Regions from separate parts of the Mus musculus genome. Here region 2 is linked to region 1. The links are chromatin contacts, called in public HiChIP or PLAC-seq maps. All regions are on one chromosome and are shown on one strand. Each heading gives the region's core, a stretch centred on a gene start, on an enhancer-like site or on the middle of the called end of the contact. The rest is flanking DNA. Distances are from core to core; before and after follow the strand shown. Region 1 has its middle 54 kb from the start of Cst10. Region 2 holds the start of Syndig1 (synapse differentiation inducing 1).

The links. HiChIP or PLAC-seq counts read pairs in DNA pulled down with a chosen protein or histone mark.
Region 2: a RAD21 HiChIP or PLAC-seq map of pro-B cells shows a contact between it and region 1, with 6 times the contacts expected there. The contact joins the promoter of Syndig1 here to the enhancer-like site in region 1. A contact is called at or near these places in 5 of 39 promoter capture datasets (3T3-L1-derived adipocytes, the C10 cell line, the HPC-7 cell line and 2 more), 1 of 15 datasets of contacts at CTCF or cohesin (pro-B cells), 3 of 484 Hi-C or Micro-C datasets (cerebral cortex and embryonic stem cells) and 2 of 115 datasets of contacts at active chromatin or transcription factors (embryonic hindbrain and large pre-B cells).

The regions. Positions count from the first base shown.
Region 1 is chr2:149,348,471-149,353,137 of GRCm38.p6, reverse strand. No RefSeq gene overlaps it. Among named protein-coding and RNA genes, the nearest start is that of Cst10, 54 kb to the left of the region's middle. Within about 2 kb of position 2,692, at least 3 of the 459 cell types and tissues checked have an H3K27ac peak or open chromatin away from gene starts, as enhancers often do. A contact at or near this core is called in pro-B cells, where this site is marked.
Region 2 is chr2:149,828,422-149,833,088 of GRCm38.p6, reverse strand. Syndig1 (synapse differentiation inducing 1) reads right to left here and starts at 2,306. Exons shown (of 4, transcript NM_001085521.2): 1 at 2,164-2,306.

The DNA.
Region 1 (4,667 bases), core at 1,443-3,942:
TCCTGAGAGGCAGATAGGCTGTAGGTCTGGGAAGGGTATGGGTGCTGATATGGCCTGGGTGGAAAAGAGGTCCAGAGGAAGGCAGACCTAGGCAGGGTGGGTGGGTTCTATATCACCTTGGATCTGTGTTTGATTACTGAGGACCTCCTGGGTGGCATGCAGGCTTCAGTGTGTGGGCAGGTATCAGTCAGCTGATCTGACTCAAGTAGAAAGCAGATCAGAAGAAAAGTGGAGCTCAGGGGATGGGGAGGGGGTCTGTCCCATATCAGCTGGGTCCCTGGTTATCCCAGCTGGTGTGCATATTTGGGCAAGATTTTCACCTGTGTCTTTGGTTACTGAGGATCTCCTGGGAGGCACACAGGCTGTAATGTGTAGGCCCCATTTCCTCTTTATCTTCAGCCAAGTTCTTTGGACAGGGGTAGATGGTAGCCAAATTATTTAATAAAACAGCACAGGAATGGCCTCTAGCTTAATTGTTAATATTGTTCAAATCTTAAACCTCTTGAGCTGGTAGTCTTCAGTGCACTTTGCTCTCAGCACTACTATGTTTTAGGTTCCTATCAGAATGGTCTGATAATTTTGCTCAAAGCATCAAAACACTTTTCTAGTCCAAAGTGTCAAGGTCTTCCACTTACTTCAGAAAAACTATACAGTCAGGTTCTGTTCCTACTCTTGGTACTGACTTCTGTTTTGGTTATATTTCTGTTGTTATGATACTGTCACCCAAAGTGACTTAAGAAAGAGAGAGTTAATTTGGACTTAGTGATCCAGAGATATTAGACACTTCTGTGGAAAGAACATTTGGCTCTAAACAACATGTATGGAGGCAGGTGTTGGAAGCTGAGAGATCACACCTTCTGCACACATGAAGCAGAACAAGTGAACTCAAAACAGACAAGCATATGACTTCTCCATGTCAACTCTAAATATTATGCTTCTTCCTGTGATGTTATACCCTTTCCCAAACAGTACCAACAACGAGTTTAGATACGACATCCTAAGGAGGACATATATCATTCAAACCATCATAGCAGACACTTTCCACTTTTCATACAACATATAATGAATTATTATAACTTTTAAAATCCTTTTTATTATATATTTTCTTCATTTACATTTCAAATGCTATTCCCTTTCCTTTCACTGATAAGTGGATATTAGCACAGAATTATTATGCCTTTAAGACACTGAACTCACGTTAGTATATAAAGTTGGAAAAATTTGGGGACTTAAGTGATACATTAAACTCCCAGGCAGTTATTTACTTCCTAATTGAAATGAATATATATGATTCTGGAAAGATGGCTTAGTCAATAAAATGCTTGCTTTAAAAGAATGAGGATCTGAATTCAATTTGCAGAACAGTTTAGTGCATCTCTCAACTGTGCTCAGAGAAGCTTCTTTATACAGTAGATTGCAATTATCACAGAGACCCACAGTTGGTGAAGGTGAAGAGAATAGGGTTATGGAAACTTAGCCTTATAGGGAACATCTTCAGAACAAGGGACTCAGAAATTCTGTTTTTATTAATCATTTATGTGCTTTGGTCTCTCTCCAGTTCTGGTATAGTGTGAACTTGGAATTGTTTTTCTCCTTAAGTGAACATCTTCCTTGTCTGTTTCCCTTTCTGTTACTATCCATGTGCCTCAGTTCAAATCTTTGTTCCAGGGCATAATAACCTGGAAATATTACTGACTTCAGTTATGCACCTGTAACAGTGAGACCAGAAGCTATGTGGTACTACTCCTGACATTTTTCAAGAATGTTTTGGCTACTTTTGTTACTGTTCTTTTCTTCTCCCTTTCTCTAGACTTTTCAGCAATCCTGGTCATATTCAGTGTGGATTTCTGTGGCTTTTTCATACTTTCTGTCTTTAGAACAGCTTCTCTTCTTTCTTATTCTGACTCTTCCACTACACTCTGTTATATAGAAATACCATATGCCCAGAACACTAGAAGTTTGAAATGATAGTTAACTCCATAAACCAACTGAACACCATATTTGTCGTGATTAGATCAGCTGAAATCTCCAGATGAAAGGAAATGTATAGATAGGTGACTCATACTCCAAGACAGGGACAAGAGATCCTAACAAACGTGGAAATACCCCACTTTGTTCTCACAAAGGGCACACATAATTGTCGTACTGAGGACAATTGGAAAACATTAACATTGATTAGCAGAACTACCAAGTGCTGTGGAAAAGCACTGGGAAATAAGTGCTTTGTCACATAGCTTTTAGGGAGAACTCTAAACATAAAAGCAGCATTTTATAAGCAGTTTCTGCAAGGGAATATGAGGTTTTGAAAAAATGTAAACTATGATCTCTCTCTCTCTCTCTCTCTCTCTCTGCTACTCTGAGAAGTTCCTGTCTTTCACTGTGGTTAATTTTACACTACTTACATTTACTGAAAGTTCTCATTGAGGACTTCCTGGTGGATCTAGGAAAAGAAAGAAGTTGTGGTAGGGGAGGGTACTGCCATCTGCAAATACATGCTATGGTTATTGAAGCCTAGTATCACCAGTTATCCCAGAGAAGCACTGGCAGATATTTAGACAGATACCTTCTGTGACTGTAAGAAGTCACCAGGGCATGTTATATAGCAAAGCTCCACCATTTACAGTAAACCCCGATTGCTTCTCATACGTCGAGGTGAGATGGATTGTGAGATCTGGAGACAGGGGTTCATGAGAAGATCAAGGGTGCCATCTGGTGGTCATATGTGTAAGTTCCAGGTGCAGTTCATCCTGGGGACTAGTTCTGAAAGGATTATCAGCAGTTCTTCTGGGTCTTGCAAATCATTTGACTGTGGATTCAGAACATGCCCTGCAGAATCTTGAGTTACTGCCCCTTTGTGGGCCAGGAGACATTGACAAGTATTGAGCAGGTAGTGTGTAAAAGCAGGAAGATGCAATAAAGGACAGCAAAATGCATTAATTCAAAACAATTATAGATATTTATCATGAGATGAACACCTTAAGTAATTTAGAAGAGTGGAGGAGGCCCCAATTGTTATCTCTGAATTATTAGTTATTGACAGAATTTTTAAAATTTTATTTATTTATTTATTTTCATTACTTTTTTAATTTTATTTTTATTAGGTATTTATTTCATTTAATTTCCAATGCTATCCCAAAAGTCCCCCACACGCTCCCTGACCCACTCCCCCACCCACCCACTCCCACTTCTTGGCCCTGGCGTTCCCCTGTACTGAGGCATATAAAGTTTGCATGAGCAATGGGCCTCTCTTTCCAAGATGGCCGACTAGGCCATCTTCTGATACAAATGCAGCTAGAGACACGAGCTCTGGGGGGTACTGGGTAGTTCATATTGTTGTTCTACCTATAGGGTTGCAGATCCCATTAACTCCTTGGTTACTTTCTCTAACTCCTCCATTGGGGGCCCTGTGATCCATCCAATAGCTGACTGTGAGCATCCACTTCTGTGTTTGCTAGGCCCCGACATAGGCAAACAAGAGACAGCTATATCTGGGTCCTTTCAGCAAAATCTTGCTAGTGCATGCAATGGTGTTAGCATTTGGAAACTGATTATGGGATGGATCCCCGGATATGGCAGTCTCTAGATGGTCCATTCTTTTGTCTCAGCTCCAAATTGTGTCTCTATAACTCCTTCCATGGGTGTTTTGTTTCCAATTCTAAGAAGGGGCAAAGTGTCCACACTTTGGTCTTCATTCTTCTTGAGTTTCATGTGTTTCACAAATTGTATCTTATATCTTGGGTATTCTAAGTTTCTGGGCTAATATCCACTTATCAGTGAGTACATATTGTGTGAGTTCTTTTGTGATTGGGTTACCTCACTCAGGATGGTGCCCTACAGGTCCATCCATTTGCCTAGGAATTTCATAAAATCATTCATTTTAATAGCTGAGTAGTACTCTATTGTGAAAATGTACCACATTTTCTGTATCCATTCCTCTGTTGAGGGGCATCTGGGTTCTTTCCAGCTTCTGGCTATTATAAATAAGGCTGCTATGAACATAGTGGAGCATGTGTCCTTCTTACCAGTTGGAACATCTTCTGGATATATGCCCAGGAGAGGTATTGCAGGATTCTCCAGTAGTACTATGTCCAATTTTCCAAGGAACCAACAGACTGATTTCCAGAGCGGTTATACAAGCTTGCAATCCCACCAACAATGGAGGAGTGTTCCTCTTTCTCCACATCCTCACCAGCTCTCCTCTTGCAGGGCAGGTGGACAGATATCTGGCACTTGGACCTGCATCCTGGCAGAAGATGAAGGCCCGAAACTGGGCTTGTCCCAGAATCTGTGTAGCTTCTGTAGTCCAAACTCTCACCTATGCAGACTAGTCTTGGTGGGATCCGGAAACCAGGATGGCTCCCCCAGGTGCTGTGGCAAAGCCTTCCTGTGCGGTGTGGACACCTCTGCTCTGGCAGGGAAGGTGCCTGGATGTCTGGAGCCTGAAATGGGGTCTGCTTCAGAAGGTCTGTGGCTTCTGCCTGTCCCAGAAGCTGTTAGCTTCTGTAGTCCACACTCTCACCTGCACAGACTAGTCTCAGCGGAATCTGGGCACCAAACCAATTATTTATTTTAAGAAGACTAGCACTTATCATCAAGAAGATATGCTTGGAGTATAGACTGGGCAGATTTAGATTTATTCCCATTAGACAAGCAAAAATACCTAAAAT
Region 2 (4,667 bases), core at 1,057-3,556, 480 kb before region 1:
AAACATATTACTTTTCTAGCTCATTTTAAAAATACAATTTAACAGCAATATAATTTATTATTTTAACCAATACATTTGCTTTGTTGGATACATTCATACATTCATAATTGTATAGGCTTACAGACACCAAATGATGCTATGATTTATTTGTATAATGTGGAATCACCGAATATTCCTCCCCTCAGTCATCCTTTTGGGAATAGATTTTGAAGTCTTTCCCAAACAAGGCCTCCAGGACTCTGAGAAACAAGGAGGAGGCGGCCAAGGCCAAGGGCATCTCTCTACCTTTCCATATCATTGAAGATTTCTGTAATAGGAAAGTTTGAAGTGCTTCCTTCCTGCTCCCTCTTCCCTGGTACCACAGTACCCTCTCTCACTGAAAAGGGGCAGCTAATTTACTATGAGTCCTCTCTGCAGGGGCAGGCAGTGGGGGCAGGGTGAGAAGGGCATCTGATCACTTACAGAGACAAGCTTGTCCCAGCAAAAGGCTAAAGTGTTCCTAGGTGCGAGAGAAGGAAGCAAAGAGGAAAGAAAGATGCTTTCTCACACATCCACAGGCCCCGCACCTGTGGTCTAAAACTTCGAAACGGCGGTCAAAGGCATGAGCAACTTCTCTGAAAATTCCCCTCAGCTTCTCCCCTCCTCCAAACAGACACCAGGCTACAGACACTTTTATCAGGACCCCCTTTCCCCTCTTTGAAACCACTTCTCTGCAAACACCCAAGCTGCAGACACCTTGACAAAGAAAAATCCACAGGCTCTGAGATATGTTAGGAGGTTGTTACCCCCTGCACCGTCCCCCCCTCCATCCCCCACACCGCTCAAGCTGCAGGTCTGCGCAGTTCGCAGCCTGATGGTTACCACCTCGCGGCTCTGCAGAAGAGGGCCCTAGAGATGCATGTCCCGCTGCCTGATTCTAAACAGAAAAACAGCCCCTAGGTATTTGTCAGACCCCTACGTCCCCCAAACAGCTAAACTGAGACCACTGTTTGCTGCACCAAAAACCCTGGTGAGACTATGAAAGACACAGGCAACCCAGTTCTTGCCCGCAGCGCAGAGGCGCCACCTCCACATCAAACACCGCAGGAGTGTGGTGCGCACCTTAAGTCTGAGGCACCGTGTGCCTGCGCTTCTGCTAGCAGAACACCCCACAGAAAATGAGGAATACCAGAAGACCCCTTCTTGTGGTCCTTTAGTAAAGCCAACCAACCCTTATCCTACTTGCCCAAAGCTCAACTGAAGGTTCCTCCACCACACCGCTAGGGTCCAACAAAACAGGCACATGCCCAAAGCCCTTCTTTCTTAAGAAAAGTGTCCAACTCCATGGATGCTCCACTCTCTCCAGTATTTACAGAGAGGACACGAATGAAGTGTAGAAATCACGCCCAGAGACAACAAAATTAGAATCTGAACCCTTTAATCGCATCTGCTTGCGCCCATCTCGGCGCCAGGACTGGCGGCTCCGAGGCTGCAGACTGTCGCGCTGCCAGGGACCGGACAGCTCATAAAAACCGGTCTCGTTTTGGATGGAGGTGAAGGGTTCTAGAAGTCCGGTCTTCCGCTCAGGTAACCGATTGTGCACCCACCCACCCCAATCCTGATGCTCTGGAACTCTACATTCTCTTTCCCCTCGGCCCTTTGCTTTCCTGTCCCATGTGGACCTCACTGACTGCCACCTCCGCGGATGCCTTTCTCGCCAGCCCCTCTTGGACTCAGCTAGGTAGCTCCAGGGACTGGTCGGTATCATCTAGGTGTTCCAGTACACCGGCCTGGCCCCCAGCAGCCTGGCTTTGCCGAACTCAAGACACAGACGCACTAGCTCTAACCGACGTCGCACAGCAGCCCCTTCACGCCGCCTGGGTACCCAAGGTGGCAAGGCGCCAAGTCGCACCCTGGGCCGGTATTACCAGTTCCTGTCCTCTCTGCATCTTCCCCGTCAGGCGCCATCTCCCCTCTCTCGGGGCGACACTGTGTCTCCCTAGTCCGGCCACTGCGACCCTTCAGGACTTACCGCGGCCGGCACACCATCACCGCCGCCTGGTCTGCGCGCTGCGAGGCGGAGCAGGACACCCGCCTGCGCCAGGGCATCCTCTCGCGCCCGCCACACCCGCCCACTCCGGTGGCCCGGGGTCCTCCCGCGCAGCTCTGGTGCTCGGGACTTACCTCCGGGACAAGGTGACCCGGCTGGTGCGCCCAGGCGGCCGCCCGCGCGTCTCGAGAGCCGGGAAGCGTGAGGGGCGCGGGGCGGTGCGGAGCCCGCCTCTGCTTCTGGGCTCGTGGCTCTCCGCCTCTGCCCTCCCCTGCGCGCAGCTTCCCCCGCCGCTCCCCTCCTTGGATCACTGCCAGCGCCCTGGGCTGCCCCGAGCACACAGTTCCCGAGAGCCGAACACAGGGCTGCGGCGCCACCCTTCCAGAACCCGGTCCTCTTGGCCCCTAGGAGCACAAAGGGCGCGGGCTGAACTAGGGGTGACCCGGGATGTGCCGTTCCACTCTTTGGTCTCGCGGAGCCTGGCGACTTGTGTGCAAGAGTATGCGGCCGCGGTCCCCGGGAGAAGGTGGCCGTGAGGAAGAGGAGGGGGAGAGAGAGCGGCAGCACACGAAGGTGGCCACTAACTTTGCTCCAGGCTAGCTGTGCCCTCGCCAGTGATAGCGGCTGGCGGGTGGCCGGGGGCTAGTGTCTGGAAACGTTGGGGCGACTGAGATGGGGGAAGGGGGACTGCCACTGGGAACTAGGAGGACAAGAATTAGCCGCCGACTGTGGAAACGGTGGCTTCCCTTGGTCCTAAAAGACCTCCCAGGCTCCAGGTCGACTTGAGGTTCAGAAGGTTTCTCTGGACACTGTAGGTTCAGAGAAAGACCCACGTCCTGACCAGCAGAAGGAATAAAGACAGAGACCAGCCTGAAATCGGTACTCTGGGACTCAAGCCTGTAGCTCGGACCAACACCATTGTAGGTGCACTGCGGGTGGCCCCATGGTAGTTGCTGTGGAAGGAAACTGGGCCGACGACGCCTTGGGGGTGGGGCAGAGTGGTGGCTTGGAGTAGGTCGAGGAGAGCCCTAGTAGAGCCGCCTACGAAGACAATCTACATTTCAAACGTTGGGGAAAATCATGCTCGAGTGGGCGTGTTTTCCTTACAGATTTTATAGAGAAGGAATTAGAAAATTCGCCAAAAAGAGGATCAAAAGTTGTCTTATCTGAATGACCCCCTTTCAAAACAAGGGAAAATTCACCTTGCTTCAGCTCTCCCAAACCCAAACTTTTTCTCCCTGGGGAGTCAACATTGCTAATTCCCTAGTGGTTCCTTGGATCTATAGCTATCTTGTATAGATTCCTGCCCCTTGCCTCAAAACCAAGATTTTGCCCCCAGAAACTGCCGCATCTAGCCAAGTAGAATTTGGAGTGTCAGAGTTGGAGGTAGCTCAAATCCTGCCTGGGAGCCCTGTGCAGCACTTGGCTTCTGGGGACCTTTAGCTGTACATAGAAAACAAAAAAATCAGATTTGGATGGCTTAGGAAGGAGGTTGAGCTGATTAGTGGACCCAGGTGTGTTCAGAGAAGCTCCTTGCTTGGGTTCATCTGAACGTCTTCTTTACATCTAAATATCACACTCATTCTCAACTTCTGCAGCAGCTAGGCACCTGGCTTTCTTCTACTGGTTGCTCTGAGCTCCAGGCAGCTCTTTTATCTGGGACAGCCTGAAAAGGACATTGTGAGTATCCCCCATTTAGTATCTCTTAAATTAACAGAAACTGTCAGCCTTACCTCTCTCTGTAAAACAGCTTATGGTCTCTGGTTCCTTCCTGAACAGAACATTCTCTGCTCTCCTGTGAACTGCTAGGCTGAGCATCCATTGTTAGAGCCATGCAGGATGCAGAATCAACACTGCTGTTTGTCTATTGAAGAGATGGAGACTTGAAAGGCTGAGAGAGTCTTGTCTCCCAAACTGCCGGGGTCACCTACAACTATAATTCATTCTCTGTGTCTAAGCCAAGCTATCTTGGTAGTCAGCCTTTAGGTTGCCTTAGAGGTTCACTTGGGTTTGCCAGAGCATCTGCTTGGTTTACAACTGCTAGAATTTTAAAGCGAGTTTTCCCCCCAAAATTGCAGTCAGGTAACTTGTCAAATGTAGGGTTAAGACTCACCATGGATCCCAACTGTCTCTGTGTTACCTCCAAATAGAACAATGGCCTCCAGGGTTGAGTCCCTGTGACCTGCCTCTATGTGTTAGATATTGCGAAAATTTTCCATGGATGATTTACTGGGTCTGCATAGGAACACAGGCATTTATTCACAGATGGACAGCATTTTCCAGCCTTTGGTTGTCTGGATAGGTAGGTAGATAGATAGATAGATAGATAGATAGATAGATAGATAGATAGATAGATAGTATGTGTGTTTCTGTGTGTGTGGTGTGCGTGTTTGAATTTCTGAGATAATGTCAAAGACTTATTTTTCTTAATCTACATTATCCACTTTGCCACTTAATATGTTACTTTCTAATTGTAGACTGGATGTTCGCCTCTCAGTTGAAGCTGGGATTTTTATTGTGTTTTAAAAGAAATTTACACTTCCTAGTTGAGAATCATGTATTAAGAGGGATCTCATCTATTACTGTTAGAGGATAGAATACCTCAGTTAATCTGGAATACAGCACACATGTGAGCCAG